Regions from separate parts of the Mus musculus genome. Here all the other regions are linked to region 1. The links are chromatin contacts, called in public Hi-C and HiChIP or PLAC-seq maps. All regions are on one chromosome and are shown on one strand. The core of a region is the stretch at or near the end of the contact, and the rest is flanking DNA. Distances in the headings are between cores, read along the strand shown.

What was found. Hi-C and Micro-C count contacts between places; a contact is called where the count stands out from the background. HiChIP or PLAC-seq counts read pairs in DNA pulled down with a chosen protein or histone mark.
Region 2: a contact with region 1 is called in a Hi-C map of liver, with 2.7 times the contacts expected there. The contact joins two enhancer-like sites. A contact is called at or near these places in 4 of 484 Hi-C or Micro-C datasets (3T3-L1-derived adipocytes, embryonic fibroblasts and liver) and 2 of 115 datasets of contacts at active chromatin or transcription factors (fibro-adipogenic progenitors and neural progenitor cells).
Region 3: a contact with region 1 is called in an H3K27ac HiChIP or PLAC-seq map of heart atrium, with 5 times the contacts expected there. The contact joins two enhancer-like sites. A contact is called at or near these places in 2 of 39 promoter capture datasets (cranial neural crest and embryonic stem cells), 22 of 484 Hi-C or Micro-C datasets (B cells, the HL-1 cell line, brown adipocytes and 9 more), 16 of 115 datasets of contacts at active chromatin or transcription factors (astrocytes, cardiomyocytes, embryonic basal ganglia and 6 more) and 1 of 9 other capture datasets (embryonic stem cells).
Region 4: a Hi-C map of uterus shows a contact between it and region 1, with 2.0 times the contacts expected there. The contact joins two enhancer-like sites. A contact is called at or near these places in 1 of 15 datasets of contacts at CTCF or cohesin (pro-B cells), 15 of 484 Hi-C or Micro-C datasets (B cells, the CH12 cell line, the HL-1 cell line and 10 more) and 2 of 115 datasets of contacts at active chromatin or transcription factors (embryonic stem cells and fibro-adipogenic progenitors).
Region 5: a Hi-C map of muscle stem cells shows a contact between it and region 1, with 2.1 times the contacts expected there. The contact joins two enhancer-like sites. A contact is called at or near these places in 4 of 484 Hi-C or Micro-C datasets (granulocyte-monocyte progenitors, liver and muscle stem cells) and 1 of 115 datasets of contacts at active chromatin or transcription factors (fibro-adipogenic progenitors).

The regions. Positions count from the first base shown.
Region 1 is chr16:43,572,688-43,575,571 of GRCm38.p6, forward strand. All of the region lies in intron 7 of Zbtb20 (zinc finger and BTB domain containing 20), which reads left to right. Among named protein-coding and RNA genes, the nearest start is that of Mir568, 67 kb to the right of the region's middle. Within about 2 kb of position 1,449, at least 195 of the 459 cell types and tissues checked have an H3K27ac peak or open chromatin away from gene starts, as enhancers often do. A contact at or near this core is called in 3T3-L1-derived adipocytes, astrocytes, embryonic basal ganglia and 8 more, where this site is marked.
Region 2 is chr16:43,333,988-43,336,871 of GRCm38.p6, forward strand. The region is part of intron 4 of Zbtb20 (zinc finger and BTB domain containing 20); the gene reads left to right. Among named protein-coding and RNA genes, the nearest start is that of Gm9968, 28 kb to the right of the region's middle. Within about 2 kb of position 1,539, at least 106 of the 459 cell types and tissues checked have an H3K27ac peak or open chromatin away from gene starts, as enhancers often do. A contact at or near this core is called in 3T3-L1-derived adipocytes, embryonic fibroblasts and liver, where this site is marked.
Region 3 is chr16:43,800,456-43,803,339 of GRCm38.p6, forward strand. All of the region lies in intron 2 of Drd3 (dopamine receptor D3), which reads left to right. Among named protein-coding and RNA genes, the nearest start is that of Gm26074, 32 kb to the right of the region's middle. Within about 2 kb of position 1,491, at least 150 of the 459 cell types and tissues checked have an H3K27ac peak or open chromatin away from gene starts, as enhancers often do. A contact at or near this core is called in astrocytes, embryonic basal ganglia, embryonic fibroblasts and 6 more, where this site is marked.
Region 4 is chr16:43,401,842-43,404,725 of GRCm38.p6, forward strand. The region is part of intron 4 of Zbtb20 (zinc finger and BTB domain containing 20); the gene reads left to right. Among named protein-coding and RNA genes, the nearest start is that of Gm15713, 17 kb to the right of the region's middle. Within about 2 kb of position 1,535, at least 7 of the 459 cell types and tissues checked have an H3K27ac peak or open chromatin away from gene starts, as enhancers often do. A contact at or near this core is called in muscle stem cells and uterus, where this site is marked.
Region 5 is chr16:43,437,243-43,440,126 of GRCm38.p6, forward strand. The region is part of intron 4 of Zbtb20 (zinc finger and BTB domain containing 20); the gene reads left to right. Among named protein-coding and RNA genes, the nearest start is that of Gm15713, 18 kb to the left of the region's middle. Within about 2 kb of position 1,444, at least 15 of the 459 cell types and tissues checked have an H3K27ac peak or open chromatin away from gene starts, as enhancers often do. A contact at or near this core is called in muscle stem cells, where this site is marked.

The sequences.
Region 1 (2,884 bases), core at 199-2,698:
CCTCAAAGATGCAAAATAACCTGCCTCGGGCACAAGGCTGCTAGCTAGTGGAGCTCAGTTTTCCTAAATTCCCCTCCCTAGGTGGGAGTGTCGGTGGCTTTTTCCTTCGTCCCTCTCCGTCTGTCCGCAGACACTCTACAGTTAAACAGCAGAGTAAGTAAGGAAATGGTTCCGACTCCAGAAAGGCCAAGAAAGGCATCACTGATCTCAATTATCTTGATCCCGCGACTGCGTAATTATTTATCAAAGGGAGGTTCTGACTAATTCTTTCCTCTCCAGCCAGGCTGATTAGTGGAAAGCATAATCTGCAGCAGAGGGTGGGAGCCCAGTGGAAGGAGAGAATTGGAGGAGAGAGGGAGAAAGATGGAAGAGAGCACTCGCCTCTCAACAGACCCTGGAGACTGATAAGAGCTCGCATGGATAAAATATTTATTTTTCCATATGTTGCAGAAAGCACTTCTGCCACTGTATGTGTGCAATATGTGCGAAGGAGTGTGAACTGTATACATCCAACACCACCGATCTGCCTTGTTCCCGTGCATTTAACAGGCTTAATACCTAACAGCGCATCCATATGTTTTAATGCATATTTCTCTGCAAAAACAATATGGTCTAGTTTGGGACGAGCCAGCAGCCTCCACAGCCTCACTCACTGCTATGTTTCAGCCCTCAACTTACTGCCGGGGCCAGCACAGGGAGAGTTAAAGACCAGAAGGTTCTGCCGGCCAGCTCAGCTGCCCTTCACCTTAAACGCCTTCCTGGTTCTTAAAGCAGCCTTTTTCTCATAACAAAAATGTTCACAGTGGGGAGATGAAAATGTTTTTGTTCTTTGGACAATTGGGACATGTTCAGTCAGAATGTCAGAACTGACCGTTGAAAGGCGGGTGCCTGCGGCCACACTTCTCTCTCTCTCTCTCTCTCTCTCTCTCTCTCTCTCTCTCTCTCTCTCTCTCTTTGAATGCAGAGCTGCACCAGTGTGGCGGGAGGAAGTGCACAATGATTGGCCTGTTTTTCTGTAGAAGTGTTCAGGGTACACCCAGTTTTGCTTTGCATATATTTGCGAAACATCTGCCCTTTTCTTGTTCTGAAGTCTCTCTCCCTCACGGCCCCTTTCTCCTCTCCCCCGGGTTTTTTCTTTGTTGTTGTTGTTGGCTTCTCTGACTTCTACGTAGAAGTTTTCATTTTCTGGTTGAGGGACAACCTCATCAGAGTGTATAGTTGAGAGAGAGAGAGAGAGAGAGAGAGAGAGAGAGAGAGAGAGAGAGAGACAGAGAGAGAGAGAGACAGAGAGAGAGACAGAGAGAGAGAGAGACAGAGAGAGAGAGACAGAGAGAGAGACAGAGAGAGAGAGAGAGAGAGAGAGAGAGAGAGAATATGAATATGCACAGCAGGCGGGGAGAGAACAAACTTGAAAGAGACTGAGAGGCCAGGCCAGAGAGAGCTTGGCACACCAGCCTTTGGCATGGTGACCAGGAGGAAGGTTCTGGTAGTTTAGGCTCTAAAATACTGCCTGGAGTCAGCCAGTGTGCTGCTGCCCTCTACAGGCGCCAGGGGATAGTGCAAACTACTTAGACTTGTACAGACATGTCCTCAGATGTGCCATGTTTATACAATCCCCTTTATGCAACCAAAGAAGGCATTTTCAGTTAATTACAAGAGAGTTTGCTCTTTCCTCCTTAATAAACCACAAACTGAAAAAAAAATTGGTCATAGAACAGCACCTGTGCATGTCAGACAGACTGCTGTTTTGTGTTAACGCTTCTTGGCTTCAGAAAAAGGAATCCCAGAGAATTATAAAAGAGGTTGGAATGGGAGAGGAAGTGCTCCAACGGACAGTGTGCAGGGCTCTGGTCTGTGACGTTGGAGCACTGCCGTGGTAAGAGGAGAAGTGAACTGGCAGGAAGCAAGGAAGGGAAGGGGCCAGGCAGGTTGGGTTTGAATGTGTTCTACTCGCTGAGGTGGCTACAATGTCCCTGGGCCATGGACAGCCACCAAAGGTGGTCCTGGACATAGGTGGGGCACAGAAAATCAGGCATGCATCAAACTCTAATTCAGGACAAGAAGTAAGGGCATAAGCCGTGCAATTTCTCCAGAGTTAGACCTCATGGGTGGCTTGGCAGTACACTGGTGCAAGAGTGTGCTCTTAATTCCATGAACCACATGTCAAAAGCTAGCTGAGGCCTTGTCTGTAAACATAGAGACCATTTTTTTTTCTGCTACATAATGATGGCCATTGGTGTTTTGTCCCTATATTTAGGTGACTTACAAGGACCAGCCACTCTTACTAAAGACTCTTCTTGTAATCAATGAAAAAGCAACCAATCCAGGTTGATTCCCCTGCCGCATAAAATGAGGAAGCTTAATTGAGATTCAAACTAGGACTGGTCTCCAAGTATATTTAAATTTCAGCTCTATTTAATTCTGTCAGCAAACAGTTCGCAAGTGGCTGCTGTGTATATGGTTCACAGTATGGAATTATGGAATAGGCAGTAACCCCAGGAGGACAGGACCAAGATTGCTCAGCCTCTGTGGCACATCACAGCCACTTAGTCTCTGTACCGAGAGTGTGGATGGGGGAGTGGGGGAGGGGAGCAGAAAGGCGGAGTAAAGAAAGGGATGAACACCAGAAATGGGACAACTGCTAAGACACTCCCCTTCCACAGAAAGCCCATTCTCTCTGAGAGCCAATAGCACGGAACTGTTAGTGAAATAAAGAGTTAGTGAGTAAGGCAGGAATCCTGCAACCACTGAGGGATCTCAGAGTGATGCAGAGAGGAGCCATCCTGTCTGAAAGAGGGGAGTCACAGCAGTCTAGCATAGAGACGGCATTTAATAAGTGTGAAGGAAGGTTCCTCTCATTTCATCGGCAGAGATGAGAAAAGGC
Region 2 (2,884 bases), core at 289-2,788, 240 kb before region 1:
TTTTCCTCCAAAATTCTCTTGCAGTTAAGTAGAAAGACCCCCTTCCCTCCATCGTCTCTCATCCTATATATTATATATGTCCTTGTTTTCTCTAAAATTGTCTCTATCCTATGCAGTTAGATAGAGGAAACCACTGAAGTCACTCTTCTCCCTGTTCTCTTCAGGATGCAAGGTTTGATTTTAAGTTGTATAGCTGTGTTGTTGTGCTGATTCGAACCTATTTTTTTTTTGAAAGGGCTATTATCCAAAGGGTGGTTGTAAAGCAATATTATGGAAGGTCACTTGGCATTTTTTTTTCTTGAGTCTGTTTTTCTAAAACCAGGCAATTACTCTATCATTTAATAAACCTTGCCTCAGAGTTCACTTGAAAGAAAGCTCATAAGATTTAAAGGGGAAAAAAAATCCCTAAAAATAAAAGTTAGGCTAGGCTAGGCCAGGGTGGGAAATTCCATTGTGGCTAGAAGCCCATGGCAGGTAGAGTGGAATTTAATGAAGGAAACTGCTGTGTTTTTGTGTCTTTCTGTATGTTTTTCCTTTAAAACCAAGAGCTGGGCAGGCATCCCATTCGACCTGACGTGACCCAAGCAAATTGCTTCTTATATAAAAACAACTGCAGACTTTGAGAATGTGAAAATGCACTGTATCCTTCTCCAACTGAGAGAAACGAAAGCCTGAGAAACAGGACGGCCCTGTCAATACTCATGGAGCAGAGCTATCACTCAAGCCTGATAAAGGAGATTAGAACAGGCTCCGGTGCCAGAGGGATACACACAAGTCGGGTTCTTTCGTTCTTTCTTTCTTTTCTGTTTTTTATTTTCTTAAATAAGAAAGGGCAGTGGATGGAAAACATTTTTTAGAGACAAGTTTTCTGTATAAGAAGGTAGTAATGTGCACAGTATCTTAAAGCTTTTGTGTGGAACTGGGTTTTAAATTTTGTTTTAAACTAGTATTTTACAAGAAGACAAAGAGAAGTGTTTCCCTTTTCCACCAGTCTTAGGCAAGCACCGAAGAGGAGTTCCGGGTGTGCCCACTGATACTGCATTCAGACGTGTTGCCTTGGCTTGTGTACTGACAGATTTATTTAAAAACCAAAGTTTAAAAAATGCATTGTGTGCTCGTGAAGTCTCTTCATAAATCTTTTCCTTTATGAATTATTTTGATCACAAAGCTGCTTGTTTAAATCGCTGAAGGACTATTCTCCATAAAAGAGAATGCCTTCATTTTCAAACCTTCAGTTCAGAAGCCAGCAACTTCCCCTGAACAGCATGCAGGGATCCAGAGGCTAGAGGAGAGGGGGCCGCAGATGTCCAGACTCTGACATAAGTCATAATTCAATTCAGAGTTGCTGCGGCTCACATGTTTTTAAAATTTGGACCTAGAGTCCATCCTTTAGTAATGGATGATTCAGTTTGAAATGGTGATTCTGTTTCTGGAAAAAAACAAACAAACAGGGAACACAGCCTTTGATGCAGCTGGGCTGTCAGAGGGCGGAAGGTTGGAATTAAAGTACTCTTCAAGCTGTTGCTGAATAATGAAGGGTAGGGCTTCCTCGTTGGGCAGTTACCACATTTCCCTTGGGAGTTCAGAGAACAAATATTACCTAATGTGTACAAAGACTTTAAAAATTAAGTTGATTACAAGCTGGCTTAAGATTGGATAAAGCAGTAAGAACTAAGGTCCACCAGAAGGATCAGAGAGTAAAGATCACTACCAGTAGTCACAGGCTGCAACGGACTCTCGGGACTTCTCACGGCTAAAGGGTTAAGGATCAACAGGAAGTAGTCAGTTTCTTAAAATGGCTAGCCTTTGTAAAACCATAACAAAGGAAGAACCTTCTACATAGAACATGTACGTACACCGATGAGCTGGACAGTAGTTAGCTATGAGTTTGGGGAAATTCTTGCCTAACTAAAACATAGAGTGCATGAAAGACCTCATCTCATAGTGCATTTGGTCACCATCCATCACCTGCAATATTGTTGAGAAATAAAGGCAAATAATTAACAATCCGTCTGTTACAGTGATTTGCTGGCGTGATAGGCCTGGTATAATAGTAGGTGGTTTACAGGCCAAAACTAGAAGAGATTAAACTGAAACAGAGTTCTAAAGGGCAGGAGAGATGGCCAAAATTGGACAAGGAGTTTCAGGTTCACTGATTTGAGAAATATTTTTGCTCACTCATTGCTGCAGTCTTTGATCTCCATTTTGCTGCCTCTTAATAAAATGACCAAGAATATGAGAAGAATCAACAGCAAGATCAATATGAGACCAGGGGGGGATATTAACTGGAGATATTAGAATTAGAATTGGTGGTATATGCCTAGACATCTTTCATCTCAGAACAGGTAGATTCAGGAAATGCTTGTAACTTGACTCTGAAGCCTGGAAACTTTCCCTAGTGCCTTGTATTTTTGTTTCTGTGAAATGGGATTCCGACCAAATAGTTCATTTAGTTTATTAATTGTTTATTAACAAACACTTGCTTAGAATGAGGCTGAAAGATCAACGAGGATGGAGAGACTCATTTTTGTACTGTGTGGCCAGCCTGTGTCACATGCCACCAATCTCCCAAGCAAATAAGTTCTTTAAGGTAGTTTTCTTTACTCGTAAGCCTAATTTCATTTGGACATAGTAATTGACTATATTTAGAAAGTAGGACACATGCCATTGTAACTCAGGTGCCATCCCCGGGCAGATGGTCTTAGATGCTCTAACAAAAATGGCTGCTCAAGCCATGAGTAGCACTCTTCCATGGGCCATGCTTCAGTTCTTGCATCCATATTCCTGTCCTGACTTCCTTCCATAGTGGACTAGTATGTGGAAGTCTCCCAAGTTGCTTATGGTCATGCTGTCTTCTTTTTTTTTTTTCCCACCCCCCCCCCAT
Region 3 (2,884 bases), core at 241-2,740, 230 kb after region 1:
TTTCCAGTCATTTGCAAAAAGCTTTCTCCTTCAACAACTCCACCAGGGGAGTCCACAGAACTAAAGATTTATTGAGCCCCCTGTCTGACCAAATAAAAGGTGGTGAAAAGCTGCCTTCAGAGCTCTGGGCTCATTAAACCCAGGCAGGGAGTTAGAGTCAGGCCCTCCCACTCAGACCGGGCTCGTCTTTCCCCCAGCAGTCACGGCGAGAACCCCCCACTTGAGGTTAATGATAGCTTCAGCTGGACAGTCATGATATTAAGACCTTAATGAGCGATCGGCCACGTCGACCGAGAATCAGAGGGCGCTCCATGTGTGCTGAAGGTCCTGCTGTCCCTCGTCACAAGTCCCAAGCTAGACCCTGATCTTCCAGAGATTTAGACAGTCCCCCATTCTTGACAAAAGTTAGGGAAGGTCACCTGTGAAGGTCACGCCTGCAGCGCACCACTAGAAGTATAATTTCCTGTTATCCTAATTTGTGTGAATGCACAGGCAACAAAAACAAATATAGCTATCATTTATAAACAGTCCAGCAAAGTAGGTACATTGTCCCATTACATGTGCACATGTCAGTGGGCGTATGCGTATGTACACACACACACACACACACGGGTGGGGTGACTAGAATCACAAAGCTATTAGGTAATAGATGAATGGAACCAAAAGTCACTGCCCATCTTTTTATTTCCCCAGGGCTGGGGATGGAACCTACCACTTAGAATGTGCTAACCTTTGCATTCTTCCATGGAGAGACAGCTCCAGGGTTATGTTAGCTCAAGCCACCAACACAAGTCTGTGATCCTCCTGCCTCCACCTTCACCCCCTGAATGCTGACCTTGTAGGCATGTGCCACCAAGCCAGCTTGTGCAGCCAATATCTCCTACAATAAACTGCCCTGGAGCCTCACCCTGGGGCCCCTAGCTGTTAAGTCACACTGCCAAGTTCAGTATCTAAGCCTTACAGCAAAGCGACTCTAGGCTGTTTGGTTCCTTGTGCCCGTTTAACATCAACAACTACCCCAGCCCTTCAACAGTGGCTCACACAAGAAAGTTCTCGACACTTGTCTGATAAATAAATTTAATGTGCACTGCCTGACAACCAGGAGGGGGAAAAAATCACAATCATAAAACCTAAAGTCACACAGAACAATCATGAATCTCTTAGGCTAGCCCAATAATGATGGCGATACAGTAAGAACTGCCTTTTGGATTTTAAGTTGTATTAAAAAACAAACAAACAAACAAAAAACTTCACAAATGTAATCTCATTCAATAGCTGTGAACAGTTCTGTTAGACAGAAAATTTGAGTCAGAAAACTCCAGCCGCGGGCCTCACTGTCTGACAAGCTAGCTGCAAAGCTGGATTTCAGCCCTAGGGCTTTACCAGAGCGAACATTGACTGCACTCGGGTCGGCTGAGTACTCTACAGGAGAGAGGGCCGAAAGAACTAGATGCTGCAACACAAAGAAGGGAGTGGGACTGGGAACACCTCCAAGGGAGGTGGCCCTAGCCAGGGTTCCTTCTCCAGCCAAGCCGCGCCAAGCCAAGCCTGACCCAGCGCCTCCGCGGTTGGCCTTGAGCAAATCGCTCAGAGAGGAAACCAGAGGCTAAACAAGTCTCGCAGGGTGAGAATGCGGGGTCCTCGCAGGGCTCCAGGAACTAAGTGGGGAGGTTTTCCGGCTCTGCCTCCCCACAGAGCCTGGAGAGCCCCCAGGTGAGTCGTGAACTTCTCACCCCGGCAGAGCTGGCGAAGTTCTTGCTGCATTTTGGTGCCCTCCAATGGTGGATTTTGGAACAGCCTCGAGGTCTTAGCCACCCACCTATGACATGCTGGAGGGGGCCTCATTTATTCTAACGGCTTAATCATTTAAGAAGAAGAAGGGGGGAAAAAAAACATACTGTGACAATAAAAGACTGTAGTCTTGTCTCTCATCTCTTACCCCAAGTGAGCAAGAAGGTTTGACAGAAATTCTCCCTAATGCAGACTCTCTCAGACTTGTCTAATAAGATACATTAGATGTTAAAAATACACGTCTCTGGGTTTTACTTTAGAAGTACCTCATGGAAACCACTAGGGAAATAACTTGGGGACGTTCATTTTAACAGTACACCCCCACACTCTCCAACTCCCACCCCCACGTTCCCCACACCCTAACACGCTGGCAATTAGCAGAGTCAAGATACTTGGGGAGGTTCAGTTCTGAGCATTCACACTGGTCTCCCGAGTACAAACAAGTGGGATGCCAGCAAACCCATGTTTCCCTGCAGGGCTAAGACAGCTACATGTGCCTTGGACAGGGAATGGGGTCCTTGTCAAAGGCACTGGTCCTAGAGATGGGAGACCTGGCTCTGCAAGGACAACTCCAGTCTGAAACTTTAGATCTATCCTGCCTTCCCTGAAGTTCTGGCTCCTCTCATAAAAAGAGCTACGTTCAGTATAGTCTCTTGCTCATAGAAGTGATGGAGCCTCCAAAGAGCTGATGAGCATTAAAGTGTGTTTAAGACAGCATGCCATTCCCACTAGTGTGCTAGAACCATGCTGGTGAGAGCAATATTCCAGGAATGTTTCAAGTTGGTAATCAAGCCTTTGGTGGTGGCTTGACATGAGCAGTGGTGGGAGTATTTGCGCAACAAAAATTGATGCATGTTACAAATTGGGGCTTTGTGTGTGTGTGTGTGTGAGAGAGAGAGAGAGAGAGAGAGAGAGAGACAGAGAGACAGAGAGACAGAGACAGAGAGACAGAGAGAGACAGAGAGAGACAGAGAGAGCAAGAGAGGAAAAGAAAGAAAGAGGAAAAGAAAGAGAGAGGAAAAGAGAGAGAATTGTTAGCACATCACTGAATATTTAGCATGTCTGGATTCTTTTACCCGTTAATTTTTTTTTG
Region 4 (2,884 bases), core at 285-2,784, 170 kb before region 1:
AACCTTTCATCAGAAATACCTCTCTACCCCAACAGTCTTCCTTCTGTCTTTCCATCTGTTGAAAACAGAGTCTCATACCCAGATCTGTGCACAAAGCATTAATCATAATGGCATACGAAAGAAAAAGAAACATAACCCTAAATATTCAAAATCTAAAGAATTATCACATAAGTGATAGAAAGTCCATATGCAGTTCGCATATTAAGTAAATATGAATTATGTTGTTCTTAAACATGTTTTTATGAGTTTTAAACTGGGGAGTACTTATGATGTAATGAGACTGAAAATCCTCACACACAAAGAGACAAATGTATATATCCATCCCAAATTACAAAATAAACATCTGTTTCTGGGATGGAGACAGGCATTAAACTATGGAGAGCAGTTACCTCTATATGACAGAATTGAGAGAAATTTCATTTGTCCTTTTTCTTCAACTTTCCAGAAGTTCCAAAAATTCTACAATAATGTGGAAAATAAGAGTTTTAAGCACACAGCAAATAATCTAAATAATGAATCACAAATCCTACAGTAACTCAATCTAAAGAATGAATACATGTCTAATCCCAGCTAATCATCTTCTGATTAGTGGAGTACTAGTTTTCAGTTTGCTGAGCCTGTACCACATTATTTTACTCTCATTGCCTATTACTCTTTTGCATCTCTTTTTCTTTTGGATCTTTCTATATGATCGGTCTTCAAGTTAGCATTCGTTTTTGTTAAATGGAGGATGGGTTGCGCAAGTATGCATGCACCATGACACACATGTGGAGGTCAAAAGACAACTTTCAAGAATCACTTCTCTCCTTCCACTGTGTGGATTCCAGAGTTTGAACTCAGGTCCCCAACCTTGGTGTCAAAAGCACTGACCCATCCTGCAGGCTGCCACCATGACATTCTAGTACTGAATTTTCTGTACAGCCTCATTGTCCTCAGTCTTGTCTGCCATTCATATGCCCAAACCACACTTACATGCGTGTAAAATTATCTTACACAAAGGGAAGTGCATAGCCTAGATTACCCAACGTGTCTCCAATTGTCTTCAACTTCTAAATTTCTCTTATTATATAAAAAAGTGTTAACCTAATAATAGCATTTTGAGTAATTGAAACAGATGAAAATGAAGTAGAGGATAGTCAATATGTCACTGTAGAATAATTTTATTGGGTGGAATAAAGTACTGCTGATAAATTTATTAGGCACCCTCTTCAAGAATAGACTCTCGGCCGGCTGCTCTCTGTAAAAATGAATAAACATAACAACTTACTTGGCTCTGTACCCAGAAATTTGGCCGAAAAAGAAACCCAGTTGGAAAGAATGAACCAGATAAAGTTTTATCAGTTGAAAATACACAAGAAACTTAGTCTGCCTCCTTTCTAACAAAATTGTATAAGTAAAAATGCAATCTGCTTTAAAATCCGAATTCCTTACACTAGCCAATGGCAAAGTACTAAAACATCTAAAAGTTTCCAGACCTCACCCTCTTTCCCTTCTGCCAGGAAAGTGAACAGCTCTCCAGCCTCCCCTGGCTGGTCCTGTTGACTCAGGACCATTCAGACAAAGCTCATCTCATTTGTAGAACCGTAAATCGAGTGAAGGTGAGGCTATGACTGTTGCCTCAAAGTCTGACAAACTATATGATTAGTGAGCAAACTGAGGAAGGATTAGCAATGGAGTTTTGATGACTTTAGTGCCAATTACTAATCTAAGAATAAAGTCACTGTGTACAGCCTTGTCCCATGACCAACCTAAGTAGCCAGTTGCTTTTAGTTAGAGGATAGTAAGTGAACAATAAAGGAAATATTTTTCTGCAAAGCTGTAGGTTAAAGTAGTATAGTTCTTAAGAGCTTTTAGATTTTTAATTTAGTGACTTCTGATCATTGAGGCTTTTTAATCACTGTGATGCCCAGGAGTTGCTAAATATCTTTGAGTCTCAAGTTTCTCATCTGAAAGATGGGAAGAACAATAATCCTGTCTCACAGCTGTTACCCTGGAGATCACCTGAGAGATAGTGCGTATTGAACACATCATGCCTGGCTAAGCTCTTGGCCCCGGAGTCAGGGTGTTTTTCTGGCACACATATCTTGACTACTGGATCTGACCCTCTGAGCAGGACTCTTACTTATCCTCTAACTTCCACACTGGAGGGATGGAAGGGAAAAAAGAGAGCTCTGAACCCAAAAGATGTTAGTTGCTTTGCTCTGAGGTGAGACCCTGAAATATGTCTTTGTAGCAGGTTCCCTCAACAGTCCTGACGCAACTGGTCTATAGACAGGTGCCAGGAAACACGGGCATCATAACCATATACCAGCTCCAGCCCTCTGGCATCTTCCTAAGCATTTGCCTTGCCCGTTGTTAGGTGGCTCTGCTAGAGAAACATTTCTGCCCCACCTTCCCACTCCACCCCACTAAAGACAGAAGAGAAGAATAGGGAAGACAGAGTCAATTGAGAAAATTGACTGGATATGGCAAATTATCAGTTATTTTGTATTATTTGGACTAATGATCTGCATTAGTCCAAAAGTGAACTGACTTGAGAGGAAAGCTTGAACTTTATAACAATAGATTTTCCCCGAGCTGGAAAGGCTGACTAGAGTAAAGGCTAGCTCCTGCTTTTTTGTTTTGTTTTTGTTTTTGTTTTTTTATGGAATTGCTATCTATAGAACTTAGATGAATTAGCACGATTGAAGTGCAAAGTGTTAAATGCACGCTTCGGTTTAGGCAGTGCATTTGCACATTGAAGTAATTAGGGTGTATTTAAAAGCATTCTGCTTGCAATACTTTGTTCTCCATTTCCTACAAATCAAATTAGTGAGGGGTAGATTTGATTTTTTTACATCATTTTGAAAATATTTTCTTTTTCTTTTTTTAATTTCCTTAGTAT
Region 5 (2,884 bases), core at 194-2,693, 140 kb before region 1:
GAGTGGGGGACAAAAATGAGGGAGCAAAGAAATGGATTAAAGAAAAGAAAGGATGGGGTGTGTTTATAGCTATGGACTCTGGAAAATTAAAGTTTGCAGACACTAGAAAGATGGGAAGTGATGGAGAGTTGAGGAGGCCAGAAAGGCTCAGGGTTCCCACCAGGCCTCCTGGTTACATCATCACTCACTCAGCCACTACTCACTAATCCAGTAGCTTCCTTGAACTCTCGTGATCTGCCCTCTACCCCGCTCCAGATTCTCATTGCTGCGGCTGTAATTTTGACATTTTAATTACTAATAATTACAACTGCCCATAATCTCAATTACAGGCATCCACTCTCCAATTACTACCTCACATCTTCACAGCCCAATCTCTCTGTTAGCCCTATTAACAATTTCTGAAGCCCATAGGACCCCTTAATTTATTAATTTTGTCCAGAGGCTCTCATATCCTCACTTCCTTGTGTAGTTGAGGTTCTGAAGGCCACACACCTCACACACTTGTTCTCTTACAGCTCTATGCTTTTCACTGTAGAGATCAGAACCAGCCACCCACCCTGATCCAAGCCCACATGCCACCTTGACTCTGCTAGAGCCAAAAGCAAGCACATAGACCACTCTCCCTTAAATTTCATGATATCTGCAAGTGGCCTTTGTTGCTGCCCACAGCGTCTTTTCCTGCATCTCTACAAGAGTATTTCACAGCTTTCCCTCTGTCCAGCTTGCAGTCTCCTTCCTTGCCCTTCCTGCCTTTCCCCTTCACTGAGAAGAGAAAAGCAGGTAGGCTAGAAGGAACTTCACACATACCTGCTCTCCAGCAAACATCCCCTCTCACATCAGTGCCCACAGCCTCTGCTTTTTGTCCCCACAACTGTAGGCAATCTGTGCACCCCTGCCTCAGTGTCCTCATCCTTGTGTGTCACATCCACACCTCCTATACTCATGAATAATGTTTCTGAGAAGGTGTGCTGAATTCATGTGCTTTATCTGTTTTCTTCTCTAAATAATTCTAATCATTTCTCTAATTCTAAATAATTCTTGTCACCATACAAACATACTGTAACCCCTCTCATCCTAACTACTCTCTTGGCCCTCACCCTCTCTGATAGCCTACTGTCCCAGTAAATACTAGTTTACAGTTCCAAGGGTGTCTAAGATCTCATAAACTCTCTCCAGCTTCCTCTGATTAGCTTTTTCACAAGTAAAAATAATGAAACTGGCTATGCTGGCGCTCCAGTGCCATACATATAGCTAACCTCAGTGACCAAGTCACACTCTTCCTCTCTTCCCTTCTGTCTCACCCGCCTCATTCCTTTCCCATGAAACACTTGACTTTCAATTCATTCACACATTCCTGATTTCTCCCATTTCACAGGCCACTCCCTTGCAATCTCCCTCACTGGGTGTATTCCTGTATCCCCATGACGTAAACATCGAAGGGTCTTAGCAACTAATCTCTGAACTACTTCCTTCCAATCTCTCCAATCACTCCCTTAATATTCACCCTAGCTTGAGTCTCTGATCCACACTTGGTTCCTACTTAACATTTCCACTGCATGTCTAATGAACATCTTAAACTTAACATACTAGGAATACATATTTTATCTAACAAATATGCAGGCTAACCCCCTAGGTGAATGGTATCTCCATCCTAAGAGTTGCTCAAATTGAAACCATATCTCTCTGTCAGCCTTTTATGTCTCTCACAAATCCAACCAATAAGCAAACCCAGCAGTATAACCTCCAATCCATACCGCTCATCCCATCCCGTCTCTCTACTGACTCAGAACGCTTTCCTTCCTTACACGGATTGTTTCTGGAGTTCCCTCACTACACTTCCTGCTTCTGCCCTTAAAATATCCAGGCTATTCTCCAAAGGAAGCCCCTCCGCAGTGTGCTAGGTAAACAGTCAGCTCATGCCAGTCCTCTGCTCCCAACTGTCAGGGCTGGGAGGCTTCTCTCAAGTGAAAGAAAAGGCCAGGTGAGGAGAGGATCCATACCACACTCTCCACTCAGTCGCACTGGAACCTTCTCTCCCTCTTCCCCAGCCCCGACCCCCCCCCCCTCCCCGCTGTGTGTCTGCAGGTCCTTTGCACTTGCTTTTCACACTGCTGCAAAGGTTTTCCCTGAATAAATCTTGCCAATCCTCATTATTAGGCTTTTACTGAATCTTCACTCTAAAGCAAGGCCTTACCTAACCTGCAGAACGCACCCAGTCTCTTACCACTCAGACCATAGCTACCCTGATTCAAGCAACCATCCTTCTGTTCCTGGAGGCCCACCATTTGCTTCTTATCACTTACTCCCTTCAAACATGTGCTTGATTGGCACATTTGTCTCCATTTGCAATGGATCATAGGCTCCACCATCTAAGGCTTTCTCTTAGGTGCTTATTTCTTTGGGGTTTTGTCCATTTTGCCCTCCAAGACATCCCCTGTGCCTCACCCTATGCCACTGCATTGGGTGTTCATAAATATTTTTAGATAAATTGTAGGAAAGGGTAAGCCTTTCTTGTACTGAGTTGAAAGGAATTTTTTTTAATGCAAAACATAATATTGAACATAGTGGAGCATGTGTCCTTCTTACCAGTTGGGGCTTCTTCTGGATATATGCCCAGGAGAGGTATTGCTGGATCCTCCGGTAGTACTATGTCCAATTTTCTGAGGAACCGCCAGACTGATTTCCAGAGTGGTTGTACAAGCCTGCACTCCCACCAACAATGGAGGAGTGTTCCTCTTTCTCCACATCCACGCCAGCATCTGCTGTCACCTGAATTTTTGATCTTAGCCATTCTGACTGGTGTGAGGTGGAATCTCAGGGTTGTTTTGATTTGCATTTCCCTGATGATTAAGGATGTTGAACATTTTTTCAAGTGCTTCTCAGC